Linked DNA regions of Ovis aries: region 1 is linked to region 2. Evidence: chromatin contacts called from public Hi-C data. All regions are on one chromosome and are shown on one strand. The core of a region is the stretch at or near the end of the contact, and the rest is flanking DNA. Distances in the headings are between cores, read along the strand shown.

What was found. Hi-C and Micro-C count contacts between places; a contact is called where the count stands out from the background.
Region 1: a contact with region 2 is called in a Hi-C map of liver, with 5 times the contacts expected there. The contact joins two enhancer-like sites. A contact is called at or near these places in 11 of 16 Hi-C or Micro-C datasets (blood, hypothalamus, liver and 5 more).

What each region holds. Positions count from the first base shown.
Region 1 is chr1:43,137,200-43,142,059 of ARS-UI_Ramb_v3.0, forward strand. The region is part of intron 3 of LOC132659276 (a long non-coding RNA gene); the gene reads right to left. Among named protein-coding and RNA genes, the nearest start is that of SERBP1, 67 kb to the left of the region's middle. Within about 2 kb of position 1,717, at least 4 of the 54 cell types and tissues checked have an H3K27ac peak or open chromatin away from gene starts, as enhancers often do. A contact at or near this core is called in liver, where this site is marked.
Region 2 is chr1:42,996,653-43,001,605 of ARS-UI_Ramb_v3.0, forward strand. IL12RB2 (interleukin 12 receptor subunit beta 2) reads left to right here. Exons shown (of 15, transcript NM_001252175.1): 7 at 1-26. The region is part of intron 3 of LOC132659276 (a long non-coding RNA gene); the gene reads right to left. Among named protein-coding and RNA genes, the nearest start is that of IL12RB2, 25 kb to the left of the region's middle. Within about 2 kb of position 3,174, at least 9 of the 54 cell types and tissues checked have an H3K27ac peak or open chromatin away from gene starts, as enhancers often do. A contact at or near this core is called in liver, where this site is marked.

The DNA of each region.
Region 1 (4,860 bases), core at 467-2,966, 140 kb after region 2:
CCAATGAGTCAGTTCTTCACATCAGGTGATCAAAGTTCTGGAAGCTTCAGCATCAGTCTTTCCAATGAAAGTTCCCAAAGCCTAGTAGCAGTGATTAGCTCACAGTGATTGACATGCAACCTGTAGCTTATTGTTAGTGGGCAGGACATCCTAGGGGGGAGACGTGGCCACTCAGTAAACATCGGTGGAGTGCCCACCATGTTCCTGCCAGAGGCTGAAGATATACAGTTACATAAAATCCTCCCTTTTCCCAGGGAACTGACATTCTAAAGGCAGAGGCAAAGGCAGGGCTTCAGCTAACATTGAGTACCTACTGTGTTCATGCTCCTACCAGGCTCTGGAGATATAACAATGGGTAAGATCTGGTCCCTGCTTTTAAAGATCTTACAGGTTGCTGGGGTAGGATGGAAGAAACTGTCAAATAGACAGGTAACTATAATCCAGTGCCCTTCAAGGCAGGGTGGGTAGAAGTTCAAGGGGCTAAGGAGGATCTGTTAGACCCTCTTGTCCAGAATGGAAGGGCCATGGAAAAGGGGGGCTGTCCAGAGTAGAGGACTGGGCTAAGACAGGGTGAGCAGCACTTATCCAGGTGATAAGGCACAGGTAGTGTAGGGGTGTGCTCCCATTGCTGAGGGTGGAGAGAGGCCATTCCAGGCAAAGAAAGCTGCACTGCACAAGAAAGGGCTTGGAGGCCTGAGAGCACAAGCAAATTATTTGGTACTGCTGGAGGGTAAGGTACATGGTGTGACGGAGTGGCGGGAAGTGAGGTTTGAAGAAAGCTGGGACTGGCTCTTACTGAAACTTCTTTGTCCTGCTAAGTAAAGAACCTGAATTCTATCCTGAAAGCAATGTGGAACTAGAAGAGATATTTTATAAAGTAAATTGAAACATTTATTGATCATTAAGTATGTGTGTATTCACTAATGGGTGAGCTTCTGGGAATCTGATGGTGTGTAAAACACACTTTGATCACATGGAGTTTATGATCCAATGTGAGACAGATTAAACAAATGGATCTTTTGTTTATAGGATAATTAAGGTCATATTTACATAATTAAATCAATTAAAAATCACTGAACACTACAGAGTCATCCAAAAGGTGCTGTACTTAGAAGCTCAGTCATGTCTGACTCTTTGCGAACCTATGGACCGTAGCCTGCCAGGCTCCTCTGTCTATGGAATTTTCCAGGCAAGAATACTGGAGTGGATTGGCATTTGCTCCTCTAGAGGATCTTCCCGATCCAGGGATTGAACCTGTGTCTCCTGCATCTTCTGCTGGCAGGCGGTTCTTTACCACTGAACCACCTGGGAAGCAGAAGGCACAGAGGTGGGACACAGAAGGCACATATATGCTGGAGGGTTAATAGTCTTGCTTTGCTAAAACCATCAGGCATATCAGGCATGTGGAGTATGACATAAGGCTGGGGATTTTGGCTGCAGACCAGGGAGCCTGACCCTTGGGTGTATAAGCACTGACTGGACAGTCAGGGATCATGAGAGGACTGGGGGTGGGGAGCACTTAACATGCTGTGTTTTACGAAGAATTCCCTCCACATTTGGGAGTGGTAGGAGGGTAAGGCATAAGGCCACCAGTTCTGAGAATTTTGCTGTCACATGCCCCATATAATGCAAGGCTGAACCAGCTTGGTGGCAGTAAGAAGAGAGAGCAGAGTCTCCCTGCTATAGATAACACTAAGAAAAATGTCTTTTCTACCAGCAGTTCTCAAAGTGTGGCCCCTGGACTTCTGCCATGTCCTTTCGGAGAGTCCTCAAGGTTAAAGCCATTTTGTACTCTCATTCTCATGGTGCAGAGACGACTCTTTCAGAGGTTACAAGACACATGGAATTGCCATGTACTCAGTGCAAATGGAGAATTCAGCTCTCTTCCATTAAGCCAGATATTAGACTTGAAAAAAATATTTGGTCTTAGAAAAGGTTATGTTACAAAAATGCTCTTTATGCTAATGTATATGCTATTTCTAAGTAAATATATATTCAGATGTTTCTTAGAGTTAATCTCTACTGTGGTAAATATTGATAGATACAAGCCAATAATTCTTTGGGATCCTCAGTAAATTTTAAGAGTATAAAGGGGTCATGAGACAAAAACTGTGAGATTTGCTGTTGTATACAAATCTTTGGTCCTGACTCTGTTTATTTGGGGTAAGTTCCTAGACTTTGAGTCCTGGACTAGACAAGGCAGAAATGACTTCCCACCTGAAAGCTGAGGCTCAGTAGGGTTAAGGGACCATGGGTAGGTCCACACCTTGCGTGAATAGAATAACAGCTGAAGGCCTTGTGTTTGTGCCCGTGTCTTGGGCTTTCCCAGTTGTTCTGAGTGCCTGAGAAGGGGCTGGCCGGCTGGAAGGAGCCCTGGAAGGGCCGGTCCTCACGCTGCAGCTAGCGCCCCAAGGCCTTGGGTTCGTGCCAGGCTGGCGTTTCCCAGCCTGTGCTCAGGGCTCCCTCTAGAGGCTGAAAGTAGATCCTACCCCACCATCCTTGCTTTATCTTTCTGCTGTTCCCTCTGAAATTGAAGTTCGTGGCTGCCCGGTGCGGTGGAGCAGAGACCAGAGATTGTGGAAAGGAGAAGCCACATTTTGCAGTGATGAATCCACTGAACTGACGTGAAGCTTGGGCAACTGGGGTCACTTGATCTCTCTGCATTTCAATTGCTAAGGAAAAATGGTCACTAAGATTCTTCCAGCTCTGCTGCTGCTGCTGCTAAGTCACTTCAGTCGTGTCCGACGTTGTGCAACCCCATAGACGGCAGCCCGCCAGGTTCCCCAGTCCCTGGGATTCTCCAGGCAAGAACGCTGGAGTGGGTTGCCATTTCCTTCCAGCTCTAGCAGGCTTTTATTCTGTGGGCCAGTTATTCTTATGTCCCAGGCCAGTGAGAGAAGATGACAGGGAGAGGGCTTGGTTCACTGGGCTACTACCACTCAGGGTTATCCTTGCATTTATGGGTTTGACCCAACCTGAATCTGACTTCAGGATGGGTCTTTGTCATTACAGCTCTCAATGATTCTGTCCTTTAGCAAGTTCATTTTTGAAGCTCTTTGCTACAAATCATTCATTTATTAAACAAACAACAATAATCTGGCATGATTGAGATATATATCAGGCACTGGACCAAGGGCCATATGTGTATGTTCTCAAACCCTCTGAAGTAAATGCTATTATTATTCCCTTTTACAGAGGAGGAAATTGAGGCACAGGAAACTTAAGTCGCTTGCCAAAATAAAAAAGCAACTGTGGCAGAACCAGAATTCAAAACCAAGCAGTCTGGCTCCATAACCATGACACTATACCTAGCCTTGATAATAAGACTTTGCATTTTTTAGGGTTTGCTGTGTCCTTGGAGCTTTATGTACAATATCTCATTTAATACTCACAATTGTATAAAGCAATTCTATACAGTAGGTATCATCATCTCAGTTTTACAAGAAGGATACCTATTTTCAACTTACCCAAATACTGAGCAAGAGAGCTGAGATTCCATTTCTGGGTCTTCAGAGATTGTGTTGCTCAATTCAGAGCCATCTATATGCCAGGAAAAGATGAGGAAAACCAAATGAGTCTTCAAGGAGCTTGTATTATAGTCTCCTTGTGGAGTAATGATGGTTACAAACATTTACTGAACACTGTTCTAGACGTTTACACATTAAACTCATTTAACACCCACAATAATCCAATGAGGTAAATCTGATTATTATCCCATTTTACAGATGAGGAAATCAAGGCCCATGGGAGGGAGGGGTTAAATAAATTGCCAGAAGTCCCTCCCACATTTGGTAAATATTCAGACCCAGGAAGCCTGGCTCCAGTACGTTTTTAACCACTACATTGTCCAAAGAGCACATAGCTCCTATGGAGATGCAGAGGCTGCTGAACAGGGTTGAAGACAGCTGGGGGGAACAAACCCAGCTGCAGAGAGACCCCAGGAAGGAAAGGGTGGTGCCACTCCTGGGTTCTCTTCCTCTATAGGCCTGGCCTTCCAGATGCTTATGAGATCGCTACACTTGAAATCATGCCCTCTCCTCAAATCTAAGGACTAAAGCTAGAGTTTGACACATGCCCCCAAATCTTGCTAAGCATCTCTTTCTTGTCAATGTCATCTTCCTTCTTTCACATCAGCAGAACCCAGCCTGGTAGATAATTTGCTGGTGCTCCAGGACCATGCTAAGAAAGATTCTAAGACAATGTCCTGTCCAGCATCAGCAAGAAAGAGTGATATGGTTAATGAAAACATTTCTGTTGTGGGATGGGGAAACGGACAGCCATATATTTGCTGCCTCTGAAGTGGGCTCTGTTTTAACAAGGGATTAAAGAACTGGGGCCTCAGTGCTGATGCTGATGTCCGTGGCTGAGAACATGGCTGTTCTTGGGGAGAGCAGGTAGGTGTTAAGTATTGGCCAGGCTTAAGAGAAAAAGAAATCTGGATAAGTGACATTAGCAGGGGTACTAAGGTGGGGTTGCCAAGCTGGGGAAAGATGGCAGGGCCTCGAGGAAAGATGAGGAGCCGATGATTTCCTGTTTGAAAACCATGGCAGAATAGCCTCAAGCCCCAGGATGGGATGAAGCAAGAACCAACCAGGCACACCACTGAGAATGTCTCCTAAGCTATGGGGTTCTCTCCTTAAGAAATGCAAAGTAATGGTCCCTTTCAACTGGTAGGATTTAGTTCTGGGATAAATACCAATGGGGATCAAATCTTCCAGGATAAGTGGATAGAGGAAGAAGAGAAGAGGTTGGTTGGGACTTAAGTTGCGACTACAGTGCACATGATAAGTGAGCCTGAACACAGTGAGGAGACTTGAAATAAGGATGGAGCTGTGACTGTCTCATGGGACCTAAGGGTGG
Region 2 (4,953 bases), core at 1,924-4,423:
GACAACAGATTTCTCTTTTCTGGAAGGTAAGTTTGCAGTGTCCACTTAAAATTCAGAACTATATAGTGTTTTTTAATTGAGATATAATTGACATATGAAGAGAATTACATATTGGGACGGGTAAGTTTCAAGGCCGAAGAACTTGTTCCATAGTTGCTTTGATTTGAGGCTTCAGAGACTGTGTTGGAACTCATTTTCTCAGCCAGATCTTCATGGTGGTTGACTCGAAGTCATTTACTTTTCCGGCACAAGGGTGAGGCCTCTTGACTTCCTGCCTCCACACAATCACAGCTTTCCCTCATCCACTTCCAGTCAGATCAAGGTCTCTTCCCTTGCCGAACTGTGCCCAGCCTCTGACCCCATTCACCACACCTTCTCACCTGATTCTGTTCTCCTCTCTGCCTCCTCCCACCCCACAGATACCATATGCTCCACAGTGACCACCTCACTTTTTCATTTTAGGGGAGAGTAAAGCTGTGGATACAGATATTTAGGAATATGCATGGTCAGAAAAGTCAAAATCTTCCCTTGCCGAACTGTGCCCACACTGCCTCTGACCCAAAATTACACCACAATCCTGCTCTCACCTGACTCTGTTCTCCTCTCATGCCTCCTCAGCACCCCACAATGGAGTGCCATTCATTTTGCTTCCACAGAGTGACCACCTACACTTTTTCATTTTAGGGGAGAGACACAGATATAAGGACTGTGAGATACTAGTAAGAATAATCGCCAGTCCATGTCTGACATAGGGTGCAGCATTTGATGGCCAGAGATGAGGGGGGTGGAAAGTAAGCTCCTCTACCTCAGAAATACTAATAATAGTCAAAAATAAGAGAAATAGGAATAGAAAACAGCCTTTCCTCAGGAATAGTAGTAAAATGGTGGTAAACAGAACAACCTTCCAGGAAACAATGAGGCCTAATGTTATGACAGAATGTAAAAGTTTCACAAAGTGCTGAAAGCTGGTATTATCATTTCACTTAACCCTTACAAAAACCCTAAGAGATACATACTAGTATCCCCACTAACACATGAAAAAAACTGAGAGTCCAAAAAAGGAGGTTTTTCACAAAGTCAACCACCTACTAAGTGCAGAGCTGGGACTAAAACCCCATCCAGAGCTCTTTCTGCTACAGTATGACTCATTTTGCCCCCCAAAATATATATACTGTTCGAATTGAGCTACTGATTGGCATGTTTATAAGAAGAGGTTTTATTTCTCAAAAGCTATGCCCTTTTTACGACATGTCTTCCAGTTAAGGGTAGATAAACAGTTTTGGAATTATGCAGCTGACAAGCACGAAACCAGAAGTCAGAGTAATAAAGTCCTCTGATAGGGTTACCATGATAGATTTTGATAATCACAGTCTTCTTCAATTTTAAGAAATGAGCTCTTTCTCCCTCTTTCCCTTTCTCTCTCTCACACATAGAATCTCTGGTATAAAAGGAGACTACTGTAAATAGCTTGGTGAGTCATAATCAAGTTCTTCACTTTGAAACTAAAACTGCAGCTTAAAATTTATCTTAAAAAAATGAATTTTTAATAGCAAGATTATTCTTAAAGCAAGGCATTTAGAGCAACCGTAATTTGTAAACAGTATAGAAGAACCTAGCTCAATTCCTGGCTGTTGGTTTTCATTTTCACAAGTGAGCAACTGGTTAAAATGCAAATTCTTCGTCCCGTAAAGATCCCTCCTCCAAAAATGTCCTTTACAGTTATCTGAAAATATGCTGTTCTGGTCCCATTTCATTCCTCTCAACTCTGGGGTTTCTCTTGATAGAATGAGGGTAATGATCAAAGTACCTGCAGAATTCAAGGTGGGGAGTGGAGGCACAAGTAAATGAGAAGGTGCAAATCCAGAAAAATCACTGGGGCTGCCAAGGAAAAATTAGATGGTACTGCAACATGATTTTTCTCATAACAGTGTAACCAACATACCCAGTGCTAGACCTGTCTTTCTTTCTGTCACAAAGAGCAGTTAGAATAGGCATAAGCAGGGCACCCTGAAGCCAGCCTCGGAGCAAAGTCAAAATAACGATTTGTTAGCCAACAGGTAATGTATAGCAAACTTCCATATGCAGACTCCTCTCTGCTGCTCATCTTAATCTTGTCCCTGTTTCTTAGAAAGCTTTAGGTTCTAAAATGAAGTCTTGAAATTCAAAAGGGCTTTAAAACTCTTCTAGTCCACCCTATCTCTCATGAACATTGCTCCTAGTCCAGCCAGGACAGACAGATGTCTCTGCTGGGACCTTCTGGGACAGGAAAAACTGCTCTGGAGACAGCCCACCTTGAGGGCATCTCTTGTCTATAAGTTAGAAAAGGTTTTCTTTTGTGGAGCCAAAATTGTGGGCCCAAGAAGGATCTTTTGGACCGGAACGAATTTGAATAAGAAACCAAAAATGTAAAAACTAGAAGCTTCTACAACCTTATGCTAGATGGTGGTTATGAAAGGGCACCTTCAAAACCTTCAGCGATTGTCCAGCCTGAAAAAGCAGAGTTGGAGTTGCTACAGGACTTAGTCCCTAGTCCTTCCCAGGTGGCGCTAGTGGTAAAGAACCCTCCTGCCAAGGCAGGAGACATAAGAGATTTGGGTTCTGATCCCTGGGTCGGGAAGATTCCCCTGGAGAAGGAAATGGCAACCCATTCCAGTTTTCTTGCCTGGAGAGCTCCAGGGACAGAGGAGCCCAGCAGGCTACAGCGCATAGGGTCACACAGAGTCAGACAAAACTGAAGTGATTCAGCACATGCACACACAGGACTTAGTCTTTTTCTGTTGAATCCCGGAATTCTTCAATGGCCCTACACAGGAAGTGGCAATTAAACCCTGCCCAGAGTTACTGAGATGAGTGGTTCTGCTCTGAGCCCCAGAACCACGAATCCCAGACCTCTAGAGCCAAAGGGCATTTAAGCAGCATGCAGTTCCAACAATCATTTTACAAACATGGAAACTGCAGTGTGGGGAGGGGAAGCAATTTCCCACAAGGATTTCTGTAATGTGGTGCCTGCTGTTGGGAGCCCTTCCTGGGTGGAATACTGCCCTTCTGTTTGGAACCACCTCTCTCCCATTCCTCTGACTGGGGATTCCTCTTGCCACCCTCAGGCGGGACTGGGAGCTGCCGGGGCAGTGCTGTGACATGAGAAACTCATCAAAACCTCAGAACAGCCTGCAGCCAGATCAGGTGCTTTGTGGTGGGGCCCAGTCAGACCTCACTGGGGAAGGGAAGTGAAGACATGCGTGTGGTGGGTGATTTTTCTTTTTTAACTTTGTTCAATACTGGGAAACCCAATGAAAGGGACACCCCGCCACTGCAGAGGGGAATTCAGGGCTTCAGCACCAAAGGAAGCCCCAAGTAAAACCCCGTCAGCCTGTGAACACAGAGAGAGCACGTTTCTCTTGCTGCTGGGGAAATGAGAGATGACCTTTCACTTCTCTAGTATGTTTACACTAGAGGAGAACAACTTGATGCTGAATGGGTACAGCCCAGGTGTGTGCTGAGGGGGGGGCGGGGGAGCAGGGGTGTGGAGGGAGGGGAGACAGGAGAGGGTGTGTGAGTGTCTGGAGTGGTGTGTCTGCATGTGTGCTGTGTGTGTGTGAGTGCACAGGTGTATGAATGCGTGTGAATTTTGTATTTGTGGGAGGGATCTGATTGTGTGGGTGTGTAGAGTATGTGTGTGAGTGTGCAGGCATGTATGCTGTGCATGTATGTGAGTGTCTTAGTCACATCTAATAAAATACCGTAGTTGGGGGGCTTGTAAATAGCAGAGATCAATTTCTCACAGTTCTGGATGCTGGAAATCTGAGATCTGGCTGCCAGCACGGGTAGGTAAGGGCCCTCTTCTTGGTCGCACACTTCTCTTGTGTCCTGACATGGTGACATGGTGGAAAGGGCTAGACAGCTGTCTGGGGTCTTAGAGAGTGCTGATGCCATCCATGGGTGCTCCACCCTTATGACCTAATCAACTCACAGAGGCCCCCCCCTCCTGACACCATCACATTAGGTGTGAAATTCCAATGTGTGAATCACCATTGCAGTGAGTGAGTGTAAAGGCGTGAACGTGTGGAAGATGGGTGTGTGGGGTGTATGTGGGTGTGAGTGTGGGTGAATATGTGTGGGTCTGTGAGTGTGGGGGGTGGGTGTGAATGTGAGCATCTACGTGTGTGTCTATTTATGAATGTGAGTGTGAGCGTGTTGAGGGTAGAGGAGACTGCTATTGTTCTGGTTCCTATGTAGTTCCTCATTTTCCCACACCTTGGTTTCTCCTAAAAGATACATTTCCTCAAAAGTATTCTGTACTGTTTTTTGCCATAGTTTTTTTTTGTTGTTGTTATTGTTGTTGTTTTTAATTTTTGGTCATACCACACGGCTTGTGAGATCTTAGCTCCTTGACCAGGGATTGAACCTGCAGTAAAAGCACGGAGTCCTAACCGCTGGACCACTAAGGAAGTCCCCATAGTTGCTTTTAAGAGAAAAAGTACTTTCTATGCTGAAGCCAAAAAATTGAGCCTAATCTATAAAACACCCGGGTATTGTCAAAACAGTAAATGCGGTGGTAGAAAATGTTGCTGTGTCACCAACAGCCCCAGTGTTGGATGAGAGCCCTTCACAAGGGGTCACCAATTCTTTCCCTCACATTCCAACATCCCCTTCTGCACAAACCTTCACATCATTTCCTTTGCTTTGACCAGTTATTTCCATCTGTGATTCCAGTATACTTTTCCTTCAGTTAACTCAGCTTCCATCCTTTAAGAAGAAAATCACTTTGGATATATATGGATGATGTATGAAAAGATATGACAGTGGGTTAAAGCCACGTTACCCTTTCCAGTTTCCTCTGTCAGTTTCTTCAGAGTCCTCTCACTGAAACATGAACTAATCATGAACTTTCTGACGTTTGGGTTTAGACCATGGGTCTGGAAGAGAAATGTCTGTGTGCAGATGGAGCTGAGT